3 separate regions of the Mus musculus genome follow, and all the other regions are linked to region 3. The links are chromatin contacts, called in public promoter capture Hi-C maps. All regions are on one chromosome and are shown on one strand. Each heading gives the region's core, a stretch centred on a gene start, on an enhancer-like site or on the middle of the called end of the contact. The rest is flanking DNA. Distances are from core to core; before and after follow the strand shown. Region 1 holds the start of Slfn8 (schlafen 8). Region 2 holds the start of Slfn5 (schlafen 5). Region 3 holds the start of Slfn3 (schlafen 3).

Region 1 (4,433 bases), core at 1,587-4,086, 170 kb before region 3:
TAAACTAATTTGGCTGTTAACCTGCGATTCAATAAAGCTCTCAGGAGGAGACAATGATGCCTAGGTACCAGAAGTGTCAGGATGTAGCCATTGTCATTAAGGTACAAGACCAGGAGGAATCAATAAATCCAAGGGTGTGCCATGGAGTGAGATATCACAGCTTGGTATATATTTCTAATAAATTAAGAGATGATGGAAGAATATACTTGAAGAAGATGTCGAAAAAAAGGTGAAAACCCAGAGGTGGGAGAAAGGAAGAGGAGTATGGTGTTGGGCATGGAGCTCAAGGGTAGATGCTGAGATTCTCCAGGTATCTAAACTGCTGACCAGAAATGCACACTGAGATTAGGAAGTCTTATTCAATGATGTAGGGAAATGCCAGGCAGTGATGGTGCACGCCTTTAATCCTAGCGCTTGAAGGCATGCCAGTAGGATCTCTGAGTTTGAGGCCAGTCTGGTCTACAGAGTAAGTTCCAGGACAGCCAGAGCTACACAGAGAAACCCTGTCTGTGGGCAGGAGAAGGGGAGGGTGGGGGATGTTTGGTGAAATGACATAACTTTTAACTTTAAAAAGTTCCCAGATTCTTTGGCTCATATATGTCAATAAGCAAAAGTCTATGAATTGTCACAATGGATTGAGAAATGAAAAAAATGAAAACTAGGTACAGAAAAGGCCACTAGATAGACTTACTAAAAGAGAGAGGGAAAGAGAGAGACAGACAGAGAAAGAGAGAGAGAGAGAGGCACAGAAAAATTTGTATTAAGAGAAATTGATAGTTCTCTTTGCGATGGGAATATTAACAATATATACCATGGAGGAGAGAGAGCCAGCACAGAATGAACTTAAAGATGGAGCAGGAGGCTGAGGGACTGAAACAACAGAATCCTGAGCACCAAGGTTTGGAAATGACAGTGGTCCATGAGCTGGGAAAAGGTGAAGAAGAGGAGAAAGGCAAGCAGTGGGCCTGGTAGAGGTTAGGTTACAGATGTCTGTATGTCTGTACATCTCCTGCCTGGTGCCTGGTCAGAAAAGGGCTTCAAATTCCCTGGGACCAAAATTATGAGAATTGCTCATTGCTGTGTGGGTGCTATGAATTGAACCTGGGTCTTCTGCAGGAACAAGAAGTGATCTTAACTGCTGAGCCATCTCTCCAGATGTATATAATTGAGGTTTTTTAAGGGAGTAAAATCCTAAAAGTGTCATGTGACCCAGAATAAGGCCAGACTAGAGGATGTTTGCCAATGTTGAAGGATTGTAGGGGCTTGTGGGACAGCTGGTCTATAGTAATGGCACCATTCCCTGAGACCTGCAGAAAGGTGATCTTGTCTCCCTTATACAATCATATAAACAGTCGGTGAAAGATTAGGCCTCTGATGACTGTGTGTAGAAAGTAAGAGTGGAACACACAAGACACTAGAAGGGCTGGGGCAGTACACTGGGCAAAACAAATTGGGACTGGCCATCTTAGGCAGAACTGGGACAGAAAGGAAACAGGCTTTAGAAGGTGTGCTATTTGAGAAACTGAAATCCCAGGGTCTTAGGCTCTTTTCCATAGCTTCTGGATTATAAACCCTGGGTGAGATAGTAGCTATTCTATTTCTGCCTCTTGGCTCATTGCTCAGTTAAAGACAGTATCTTAGAGAGAGGGGTCGCTCAGTGGCATCTGCAGAATCCCTTTCAACATTGTCATTTCAAAGCTGAACCTTGGGCCTAAAGCTTGTACTCTAACTTGCACCTACTAAGAGTAACAGGCTCTACCAGCTCAGAGACTGCCTGTTGAGATTGCCAGCCAGAGCAAGCCAGAGTGACAGAGACAGCCTCCCTCCCCCATCCCTTCACCCATCTGGGTCCCCCTTCTCCTGTGCTGGGCTGGTCAGTCTCTCACCCACTGGAATCATCCCCTTTCACTCCCAGGCCCCTCCAGTCCTCAGCACCTACTTTTAAAGGAACGCGTCGCCAAGTCTGAGAAAATATCCGGGTCTTCAGACAGGAGAGACACAGTGGTGCCACCCTGGCTTCTGGGCTGCTCAGGTCCCAGTTCTGGTGTGCTGGACCTCAGGGAAGGTGGAGGGGAGCTGAGGGTCTCACCAGGTCCTGGTTGCTCCGGATCCCAGAGCGCAGAGCGCGCGGAGGTGGCGCGGAATTCCAGCCTTTCCTTTTCACTGCCTGACTCTCCACCCACCCTCTCCCGCCCGTGGGCAGAGACCAATAGGAAGCCTTCTAAATACTGGAAAGCTTGAAACTCAGAAACTAAACTTCAATAATTGTGAACCTGAGCTATATTGGGCGTTCGGATTGTTCTTGGTGTTTTTAGTTTCTTTTGGTCTCTGCTTTCTCCCCACTTCCTCTTTCCTCCTTGCTCGTCCTAAATGCTAGTGTTCCCTCATGGACCTATCTGTCTGCATCTATATACCGACTAATCAATCTGTTTATGGGATCTTTTCATACAAATTACACAAGACAGGATAAAATTTTTTCAAAAGGAGATAAGCTCTTCTCCAGCCCCTTCCCTCTGGAGCTCTTCTCCAGCCCCTTCCCTCTGGAGCCGGGCCTCCCATCTTTCCCTGGCTCCCTTGAAGGTCACACCTGGACCCTCACTCACCACTTCCAGTGGAGTTCTCTTGATCCCTGTTCCCTGGCCACCTTGGAAAGCAGAATTTGGAAACAGACAGGAATGTAAGTCTCCCTTTCTTTCCAGAAGCCAGCCTCCTGACAAGATCCTTCTGGTCTGTGGCCGGGTAGTGTTCCACTTGTGGACTAGTCACCTGCCTGTGAAGTCCAGAAAAGCAGCCCTGGTTCTACTGTGAGTTTGGCTAGCAGTGGTAACAGCGAACTGGCTCAGTTCTTCTTGTGGTTGCGTTACTTGCTTTTGGGGAAAACGAAACTGCTCAAATTTTCTGGCCAGCTGCAGGCATGCTGCCAGATTGAGCTCACTTCTGGTTTTGAAGGATCTGACTGTCTTGCTGTGTTTCCAGCTAAGCCCCCATTCTTAGCTATTCGTGGGCCTCCTCACTGTAGCAAGGACTTATAGCCTTCTCAGCCTGAAGGGGTTCCCTGCTGTGGAAAGGACAATCAAAGAAAACATAATATTTCATATAGTGGGATTTTTTTAGGGTTAAGCAAATGTATAAGAACTCTACCGAACAGTGTTAGAACGGTGGCATAGCTAGAAGAGGAAACACGAAGCGTTCACTCACTGGAAACTGAGCTTAGGTAAGAAAGGAGCAGGTTATATCTGTGAAAGCTTACATCTGAACTTATGATCCTTTATCGTGAAGTCTGTAAGAAGTCTGGCAGTCTTACCTAGTTAAATAATGTACTAATGAGCACACACAGTGGTGGATTCCCTTAGGGTAAGGAGCTACGTCTGTTTTCTAGCTGTCAAGCTACAGTTACCTTAGCTATCAATGGAGTCAGAAATCTGAAAATAAAGTATAATCTAGGAGTCATGTATTAATTAAAATGACAGAGTTTCATGTACGGTTCACTACATAAACAGCTCCCAGGTACTTGAGGTCTCCATGGCATCTTGGGCAGAGTCAGTCTAGATTTCAAGGCCAAAAGACAAAAACCTTTTTTTCTGTGGAGTTAGATATGTGTGAAATGAGAAATGACCCACCTTGGCTTAGGCAATATGAGGCATTTGACTCTCAGGGTATCCTGTTTGTCCACAGTGTAAACCAAGCCGTAGCAGCAGCCAAGACTAGTAGACTCTTGTGTCCTTTTTTCCTTGGAGAACATAAAAGATAACTCTCAGGCTTTGGGAGTCTCTGTCTGTCATGAGCTTAAAAATTAATACATTTAGCAGATTTCTGACAAGTTTGACAGTAGTCTCTATTGAGCATATCTGAGTTAGACGACCTGTGATTGCTTAATTACTTGTTTGAGAATGTACTAGCAAATAGGGTACACTATAACTTAATGGCAGTTAAGAAATAAGGGTAAACATATATTTATAAAAGACAGTGATCTTTAACCTCATATTGTTTACAAATCATTATTTACTAAGGCAGGATAGAACAAAAACCTTATCTTGTTAAGTGACTTTGACAGGTTGTATCAGTAGATAAAAACACATGAAGAGATACACACCCAAAGAGACAAATGACAGAGTTTTGTCTAGTGTACACATGGCTTCGAGTTGATGTGGACCAGAATGGAAAGAAATCAGAGGGCTGACAGCAGTGGCTTGAGGGCGTGGTGGGGCCAGGGGCGAGGGGAGGTCAGAAAGCAAGTGTGTTAGGGCAGCTTCAGGCCAGTGCCACAAGTGCCACGTGTGGGTGCTCAGGCTGTGCAAACAGGCCAAATGAATAGGGAAACAGAGGAGCCCCAGCTCTAGGCTGCAGACTATGGGCAAGCAGAGCTGATTCCCCAGGAAAAAAACTGAGAATGAAATGGAGAGCATCAGACTTAGGAGCTGGGGAGAGGCTCT
Region 2 (4,404 bases), core at 162-2,661, 240 kb before region 3:
TCTTGTATAAACATGCATGTGCATGTATAGCTGTACATGTGTGTGTACCTGCACACACATGGACACATATGGAGAGTGAGAAATGTATCTTTGCTTAAAGGGGAATATTATATACCAGTTATCTGGATTTCAAAGAAGAAATGTAAAAAGGCTGACCAGGCTTTATGCTTCTGGCTGCTATGAAAGGGTGTGGTCGCCAGGTCCCAGTCCCCGTGCCTTCTCCACCCCCTCCCCCCATGAGTCACAAGGCTACAGAATCCAACATGAATCTCTCTGTGACACCCTTGGGCTTTTCTGGACTTACTGACTGCAGCCTCCAACTGTGTTGACTGCAGGAGAAGGGAAAGTGCTGGCAGCTGAGTCTCTAACTAATAGAGAGATTATTAATGGCTTTAAATCTCTTTAACAGCACCCCTCCCCCTTTCCGCTTCCTTTAGCTTGCTTCTTTAGTCTGTTGGGGAGGAGGGAACCTGATTTGTTCCCCCAGCTCCAGGGGTTCTGGGGGTATCCATGCCTGAGTTGTAAAGAGTTAAGAGAAATATGTACTCGCCAGAACATTAAGAAGCGCAAAGAAGGGCAGGAGAGGACAGTTGGCTCCAGGACTGGAGGAATGCTTAGGGTCGGGAAATCTAGGCTGGAGTTAGCCCCCTGGGAGCTCAGTCCTTTTCCGCCTCCACCCTCACTCCCAGTTGCAGCATATCCTGCTCTGGATCCTTTCGAACTACCCTGTCCCCCCCTTCAGCCCCCAAGCAGCAACTTGTTCTGCAGGAAACCGCGCCTGGAGGGTAAAGGTAGAGGAAAGCAGGGCGGGGGTGGGACGCGGGGGATATCAACAATCTGGAACGTTTGGGGAAGTGGAGATAAAGGAGGGCCAAAAAATGGGAATGGGTGGGTAGGGGAGTCGGGGGTGGGGGACTTTTGGGATAGCATTGGAAATGTAATTGAAGAAAATACGTAATAAAAAAAAAAAAAAGGAGGGCTTTAATTTTCTGCCTCTTGTTTTTCCAGGTGCCTCCACCGACCCATCATCCTGAAGATCGCTGTCCTTGGTAAGCTGAAGATCTTGCTGTGAGGATTCCAGCAGAAACCAGGGAAACTGAGGGACTTTCAGGCACCGAGGAGAGGGACCCTGGAGCAGTGGAGTCTGAAGGGTCCCGTGAAGGGTCAAGTAGGGTCGGGGAGGTTTGGGGGACATGGGATTGTGCCAGGTTTCCTTCCCTGAGTGGCCGTAAGAACTATTAACGCCCCTTCAAAGTGAAAAAGAAAAAAAAAAAAGCTCTTCTCTTTCTTAAAGTTAACTGAGGTTACTGGAAGCACTGGGGTTTCCTGGTCCATGGAACAGGACTGCTTTCTGCAGATTGCCCCGCCCCATGCGATGTCACTGCGCTCAGCTGATTTAAGGACAAGAGCACACAGGGTAGAGGTCTCCACTCTGGACCCAGGACATCAGCTCTGATTCCAGGAGACGGGGCGCCCTGCGGGCTGCGGAGGACAGACTCCGGCGGGTAACGGGTTCCTCTTAGTCTTTTGCACAAGTTTTTTTATCAGATCCAGGGTCATCAGGTTCCCCCGCGAGGTTGTGGGGAGGCAGGGTGCCGCGCCTGAATTCCAGAGTTCGCTTCCTATAACCTGTGGTAACATCCATGGATAGCCGGCTGGGAAGCATCTGGGGCCCATAGGCTTAGGCGGCAGAGGGCCGGAGGTGTTGAAGGCTTGGGAAGGGAAGTCCCGGGGAAGGTGGCCGAGTGAGGAGAGGGACCTATCTCGGGGAGGAGACGAGAAGTGTCCGGTCTATCACCAGAGTCACCTTTAAACCTCTGGCTTGGTGCCTACAGAGCCCAGTGTCTGTGATAACTGATAACGCGGTTAACAACAATTCAGTGGGCAGACCAAAGAAGCAGGTCTGCAAAGCATGATTCTGTGACTTTGTTTCCCTTTAAACAGGGTGGTTCTGAAAGCAGAAGTGGCAGGGGAAGTGATCAGAGAGATGAAAGCACTTGGTAGTAGCTCCTCAGGTCCTAGGGTTGGGGTGAGGTGGTTGCTCGTGGTTCAGAGGCAAGGCCCTAAGAGGAAGTGGGTGTACTGTCTGAAGTTCTCCAAAGCTGGGTTTGTCGTGCCTGGGAAATAGAAACTGATCCCTAATGTGTGTGTGTGTGTGTGTGTGTGTGTGTGTGTGTGTGTGTGTGTGTGTGTGTGGTGGGGAAGTGGGAGAGGGGAATAGGCAGGAACTGAGGGTTTCTGTGTCTGAACCTATGGCAGAGCAGTGACTTAGTGCCACAGCACGCTGAACCGGATGGAAGGGTTTAAATGCCAGAAGACATTTAAACTTTAAATGCCTCTATCTTTGTGAAAGTGAAAGAAGAGACTGACATGGCTGTGGATTTTCCAGATGGGATAGGAGTTCTGCCAATCAGAAAGCAGAACTCCATTTCTGAATTATTGACATAGCAGGAGGACTTTCAGGAGTCGCTGCTGGACCCAAAAGGCAGTCTCTACATTCTAATGTCTTTGTTGGTGAAAATATGAAACAAAACGAAAAACTACTCTCAAACTTCTCGAGGGTATTACTTCCTGCTCTTATGTAACTGCAAGGGAGGAGAGGAGGTGTCTTTTAAATTGTGCACAGTTTGTAAAGCCCACTGTTCTCCTCAGCACACAGTAGGTTTTCACTGAGAGGGCACTTGGTGGATCTAAGAAGTCTAGACTTATAACAAGCAAGGGAGAAGGAAAACAAAGATTAGAGGCATCTAAAAGTCTTAAAATGCCAGGTGAGACCCACACCCGTTAGTCCCAGCACTGGAAAGACAGTCGCAGGTGGATCTCCAGAAGTTCAAGACCAACCTGGTCTACATAGTGAGTTCTAGGTCACCCAGGGCTGCACAGTAAGACTTTTTCTTTAAAAAAGTCTCAAAGTGCAGACTTAGAGCCATTGGTTTTATCATAGATTTTGTTTCTACAGAAAAACAAAAACAAAAACAAACAAACAAACAAAAAAAACAACCAGCAGATGGTGGTTTCCGGCGGTGTTGGGGTGAAAACTCAGGGTCTCCTACTTGCAAGGAATGTTCTTTGGTTGGTGGTTGAGACTCTGAGAATCCCCAAGGGTCCAGATTAGTTGACTCTGTTGGCTTTTCTATAGAGTTCCTATTCCCTTAGGGGCTTCAATCCAAGAAGGGAAATTCTTATAGCCCACTGTGTTGAGTTTTTCTTTTCTATTTTTAAAAAAGCTCTATTTGTTTGGGGCTAGAGAAGTGGCAATTACGAGCACTGCTTATGATTGCAGAAGACCTGAGTTGATTCCTAGCTCTCCCAAGGCAGCTCACAGCCATCAGTAACTTCAGCTTTAGGGAATCTAACTCCCTCTCTGGCCTGCACAGACACCAGGCACACACATGCATACATGTGGACAGAATACCCAGATACATAGAGTAAAAATAAATGAAGTTTTAAAAGGATGTTATTATTTTCTTTTATGTGTCTTGGTGTTTAGTGTGCATGTATGTCTGTTGACTGTATGCATGCTGTGCCCTTGGAAGCCAGAAGAGGGTTTCAGATTCCAAGTTACAGACAGCTGTTATCCACCATGTGGGACTGGGATTTGAACTCAGGTCCTGTGGAAGAACAGCCAGTGTTCTTTCACTGAGCCATCTCTCCATCCCTTTCTTTCCTATATTATGCATTTAATGCCATGTATATGAAGTGTCTGCCTAACCCAAGGGAAAATGTTGAGAAAGAGACAGAGAGAATATGAATCTGACCACACACTCTGTAGCAACCAAGTCATAACCCCTGATTATTTAAAACTTGATTGGCTAATAACTGGCAGCTTCCCTGATTTCGCCTCTATTTCCTACTCAGGAAGCCAAATATGTTCTCTAAATTAATCACAGCCAAGCTTAGCAGACTTTTCAACTCTCCTTCCTGTGAGATCCAGCCAATGAACGTGATGGTGGTGGACTCTCTAGTTATAGTTAGCTCAGAACCAGTATCATGCTCTCAAGTGAGTGCTCTTAATAATACCCACAGTTTCCTGGAGGTTCCAGCAAGACACCATCTCACCACTTGCCGCTCTAGAGCTCAACCTTTGGCCAGGTGAGTACCCATCACGCCTCTTGTGCTTTGCAGATGGGGGCTTGTTGGTTCTGCACTGATGTGGTGAGCTGCGGCTCAGATAGATCTCTTGTATGAAGTTCTCAGCTACTCGCTTTCAGTTTGAGTTTTGTTAATGATTCTCACTTGAGGGCGGAGTCCTGGGTGGAGTCAGCCTATTCCTTTTTATCCCCTTCTCTCTTTCCTGTGCCCTATTAACCATCACAATGAGAGTTGCTGGGGAGAACTGGCCCTACAGACCAGCAACTTTGCAATTCTCCCTGAACTGGTGTCCGTTTAGACCAAGAATCGTAG
Region 3 (4,422 bases), core at 120-2,619:
TTCACAGGCCCCATTATCCTTAGCCATGTTCTGCTCTGATCTATTTCTTTATCAATACAATTCATCTTTAAAATATACTTCATTTTTTCATGTGCTCTGTCCTCAGATCTGTGTTTTTATGAATACAGTTCTTCTACTTGTATCTTTCTTCAACAAAGCTTCATTATTAACTGAGAAGTTATACATAAAAAAATTTGGATAACAAAGGTTCTGCCATTTTAATATTTCTAAAATAAATGATCTTAACAAAACGTCATCAAATTCTCTTAAAGAATTCTTATTGTTTTTCCAGGATAAGTTTTTCTGGCTTTGGGGTTTTAGTTGTTTTGAAGATTTGCGATTGTGGTTTTCAGAGTTATGGCCTAGACCTTTGAAGACCAAGGAAGTGAGAAGACACATTATCATAGCTGCATGAGCACCTCGTGACACCTGTCACAGTAGCTGGACTAGAGATCACCCTACCATTCTGCCTCCACACAACAGCCACTGGGGCTGAGACACATTAGAAACACTTGTTTCATGGAGGTGACATCAGTGTGAAGTCGTGAGAGTAGTGGGACACATCATGTATGACCTAGGAAGTTGTTGCACTCTCAAAGCTACGGGAACTCACGGGAGGATCATTGGCAGAGAGTTTCAACAAAAGCAGCAGCTGCCTGCCTAATGTCAGCCTCTTTGGGTATCAGGTCAGGAGCTGGATTAACATAGGAAAGTCAGAAGGAGGAACCCAAGTAAAGGATGACTGTAACAGTGTGGGGCAGAGACCTGGGTAGGGACATGAACTGGGAAAGAGCAATGGAGTCCTAGTAATGGCATGCTTGGCTGCAGAGTCAGGTTTTCAGGTCAACAGGACAAACCTTGGGGAAAGACTTAAGAGTGGGAGCCAGTGAAGTGATGGCTCAGTGGATGGAGGCAGCTCCCACCTTGCCTGAGGAGCCCAGCCCCAGGGATCTCTGTGCAGGAGAGAGAGAAAATTGACTCGAGCCAGTTGTCTTCTGACCTCCACATGGTGGTGTAGCTGTGAACACCCAGCCCCCCAGCTACACACAGATACTTTTATGACCTGCTAATTTTTTATAATGCTACATTTTAGGGACTGAAGCAAGTGTCCCACAGAGGTTTAGCCAGTCTGACTAGGAGAATGTAATGGACAGCACTCTGTTTCAGAGGCATCCTTGCATAATCCCTAGAGTGCCAGGCATCCTGGGGAATTCTCAGCTTAGCTGTGCAGCTAGACATTGGAACACTGATGACTGTGCAAGGTCCTTAGCCACTCTGATTTCTGCCTCCCACCCTCACCGGAGCTGGGCAGGAAGTGGATGACAGAACTTCCTGGGGGAGGGACTCTGGTAAAAGAAAGCAAAGGCGCGCCAAAAATGCCTGGGGCCTCGGAGATGAAAGACGGACCTGAACAGGAGCAGAGACACAGAGCTGGCCACACATGGAAGGTAATGCCAGGACTAATCGGGATGAACTAGAAAGTTGGTTGGGAATCTGCCCAGCTATAGGCTTAAGCTTTAAAATACCCAAAAGCCTCTGTGTCATCATTTGTACCGCTTCTGGGTCAGAAAGTCCTGCTATATAACTGAAATCACACAGGGGCCTCTTTAGAAGAAACTGACCAGTGCGGAAGGAACAATATCCTCAGATCATGGAGAGCAAGAGAAGGAAACACAGAAAATAATCATGAGGCCTGAGCGATGTTTTGAATATATCCGCTCCTGTAATTAGTCACCCTCCCTGAAGGCTGTCTAGAAAGGACAAGGCGACCAGCATGTGGTTTTAGTTTCTGCCACAATGCTCACATGAGTCCCTTCTGTATCGCCTGGCTGGCCCTCCCTTCCTCCACATCCAGGCTAACTTTAAAATCCAACCTGAAGGTTTTAAAAATCCAATTATAAGTTAGCCTATATATGAAATAGGGGGGGGGGGAGGAAACTTCATATTAAAAGCCCTGTATAAAATGCACTCTTTACTGCATTGAGTTTGGTCAAGAGTTTTCGTGGCTGCCCCCAGTTGGTTCTGGTTGGTAAGTAACGATGCCCACAGTCAATGCCTGGGCAGGGCAGACAAAGGGGGGACTTTTAGGATTTTCCTGCCAAGAAGCGAGAGGAAAGGAGCAGAGTTCAGCCATGCCAGAAGAGGTAGAGGACAGGAACCATGCCAGAAGAGGTTGAGGAAAGGAGCCTGCCTGAGCAGGTGTAGGACAGACTACCCAACCACAGTGGCCCCGTGAGGAAAGTTGCATTTATGTGATATAGGCCAAGTCACTGTAATGCCCCACCTTAGCCTTCCAACCAACCAACTCTTATTACTGTAAGGTTGGTTCTGTAGTTGTCATTTTAGCTGTCAGTGCCCTCTAGTGTTCAAACAGCAAAGGCAACTACAGCTTCCAAAGACCTCAAATAGAAAGTCCGAAGGAAAGTTGATGTGTTGTTGATGGCGATGTTTTTCCAATCTCATGAGCCTCTTTCTTATTAATTGGTATTAAATTGCACTGAATTAAGTGTTTCAATGTAATATTATCATCTGTGGAATGTCCTTTGGTCATGGGTTCCTCTTTACTCTCCCTTGTCCCTCCACCCACATGATAGACCTCTTCCTACATAAGTCTCCCTAGTGCTTTCATACCCTTTAAAAGCTATATGATGGGGCTGAAGGGATGGCTCAGTGGTTAAGAAGACTGGTTGTTCTTCCAAAGGATCCCAGCATCCACATGGCAGCTCACAACAGTCTGTAACTCCTGTTCCAGGGGATTTGACTCCCTCACACATGCAGGCAAAACACCAATGTCCATAGAATAAAAATAAAACTTTAAAAAATCTTTTCAATAGTGGATGCTCACAGTCAGCTATTGGATGGATCACAGGGCCCCCAATGGAGGAGCTAGACAAAGTACCCAAGGAGCTAAAGGGATCTGCAACCCTATAGGTGGAACAACATTATGAACTAACCAGTACCCCAGAGCTCTTGTCTCTAGCTGCATATGTATCAAAAGATGGCCTAGTCTGCCATCAATGGAAAGAGAGGCCCATTGGACTTGCAAACTTTATATGCCCCAGTACAGGGGAACTCCAGGGCCAAAAAGTGGGAGTGGGTGGGTAGGGGAATGGGGTGGGGGAGTGTATTGGGGACTTTTTGGATAGCATTGGAAATGTAAATGAGGAAAATACCTAATAAAAAAATTAATTCAAAAAAATCTTTTCAAAAAGCTGTATACTGCATGTAAAAGCAAATACCCAATACTTGTCTTTCTGTATGACTCATGACATATAATCCTCGGTTCCACCCATTTTCCTGTAATGATGCATTTCATTCTTCCTTATGGATGAGTAAACTCTCAGTTCAGGCTGAGCATGCAGGGATCTTAATTGTGCACATGCTATGATTTCCTCATCCACTCACCTGCTCAAGGGCCCCTTGCTTATTCTGTTACTCTGCTGTTGTGAACATGAACAGGAAGATAACCCACATGAGTATACAGGTATGTCCTGTACAATGGCCTAGATGTTTTGGGATATGTGCCCAGGAGTGTGATTCACTGTCTTTAATTTTCTTTTTTTTAATAAAATACCTTTTTTTAATTCTTGATAATTTCCTATGTGTAACATTATATCCTGATCTTATTTATGTGCCTCTCTTCCCTTCTTTCATTCCCTAAATATTTTCTGAGCCATACCTCACATGATTTTCTCTTTCTCTCCATTAATTAGTTCTTTGGGGCCCACTGAGTCTAGCTGACTCTGCCTGCTGGAATGTTAAATAACACTGGTGTCTTGATCTTGTGCAGTTAATGATACCAAAGAAAGTCCTGAGTCATGTCATATCTAGCAGACACCATTTCTCAGTATCCATCCTCATCCTCCAGTGTTTAGAGCATTTTAAGAAGGTTTTATCTCTTATTACTTTATGTGCATGTCTGTGTGGTGGTTTGGACCCTACAGATTGATGTGTTTCGGTACTGGGACATGGAGAGTGGCATTATTAGGAGGTGCGTTATTGGAGTAGGTGTTGTTTTGTTGGAGGAAGTATGTCACTGTGCGGACAGGCTTTAAATTCTTCTATGCTCATGCTCCATACAGCATGGAATCAGAGCCTCTTCCTGGCTGGCTGTGGGGAACAGTCAGGAAAAGTCACCTTCTGTTGACTGCAGATCAAGCCATAGAACTCTTGGCTTCTCCAGAACCGGTGTCTGCCTGCATACAGCCATACTTCCAACTGAAGATAATGGACTGAACCTCTGGAAACAGTGAGCAAACCCCAATTAAATGTTGCACTTTCTAAGTTGCATTGGACATTTTGTCCCTTCACAGCAATAGAACACTAAGATTATTATTTTTGCATATGTATATCTATGTGTACACGGTGTGTGCTTGGTGCCCACAGAAGCTAGAAAAGATTGTCTGATCCCTGGAGCTGAAG

Evidence for each region. Capture Hi-C pulls out chosen DNA fragments and counts their contacts.
Region 1: a contact with region 3 is called in a promoter capture Hi-C map of liver. The contact joins the promoter of Slfn8 here to the promoter of Slfn3 in region 3. A contact is called at or near these places in 7 of 39 promoter capture datasets (the C10 cell line, embryonic stem cells, hippocampal neurons and 3 more), 2 of 484 Hi-C or Micro-C datasets (the G1E-ER4 cell line and bone marrow-derived macrophages), 4 of 115 datasets of contacts at active chromatin or transcription factors (bone marrow-derived macrophages, effector CD8 T cells, large pre-B cells and 1 more) and 4 of 9 other capture datasets (adipose tissue, liver, macrophages and 1 more).
Region 2: a promoter capture Hi-C map of liver shows a contact between it and region 3. The contact joins the promoter of Slfn5 here to the promoter of Slfn3 in region 3. A contact is called at or near these places in 17 of 39 promoter capture datasets (the 3T3-L1 cell line, 3T3-L1-derived adipocytes, the C10 cell line and 11 more), 5 of 484 Hi-C or Micro-C datasets (CD4 T cells, bone marrow-derived macrophages, cerebral cortex and 1 more), 9 of 115 datasets of contacts at active chromatin or transcription factors (the 230-238 cell line, the HPC-7 cell line, the SCID.adh cell line and 6 more) and 4 of 9 other capture datasets (adipose tissue, liver, macrophages and 1 more).

The regions. Positions count from the first base shown.
Region 1 is chr11:83,017,974-83,022,406 of GRCm38.p6, forward strand. Slfn8 (schlafen 8) reads right to left here and starts at 2,837. Exons shown (of 6, transcript NM_181545.4): 1 at 2,604-2,837; 2 at 1,940-2,055.
Region 2 is chr11:82,950,691-82,955,094 of GRCm38.p6, forward strand. Slfn5 (schlafen 5) reads left to right here and starts at 1,412. Exons shown (of 6, transcript NM_183201.4): 1 at 1,412-1,505; 2 at 4,027-4,092. The region is part of intron 1 of Slfn5os (schlafen 5, opposite strand); the gene reads right to left.
Region 3 is chr11:83,189,961-83,194,382 of GRCm38.p6, forward strand. It overlaps Slfn3 (schlafen 3), which reads left to right and starts at 1,370. Exons shown (of 3, transcript NM_011409.1): 1 at 1,370-1,448. Slfn4 (schlafen 4) reads left to right here. Exons shown (of 8, transcript NM_011410.3): 8 at 1-256.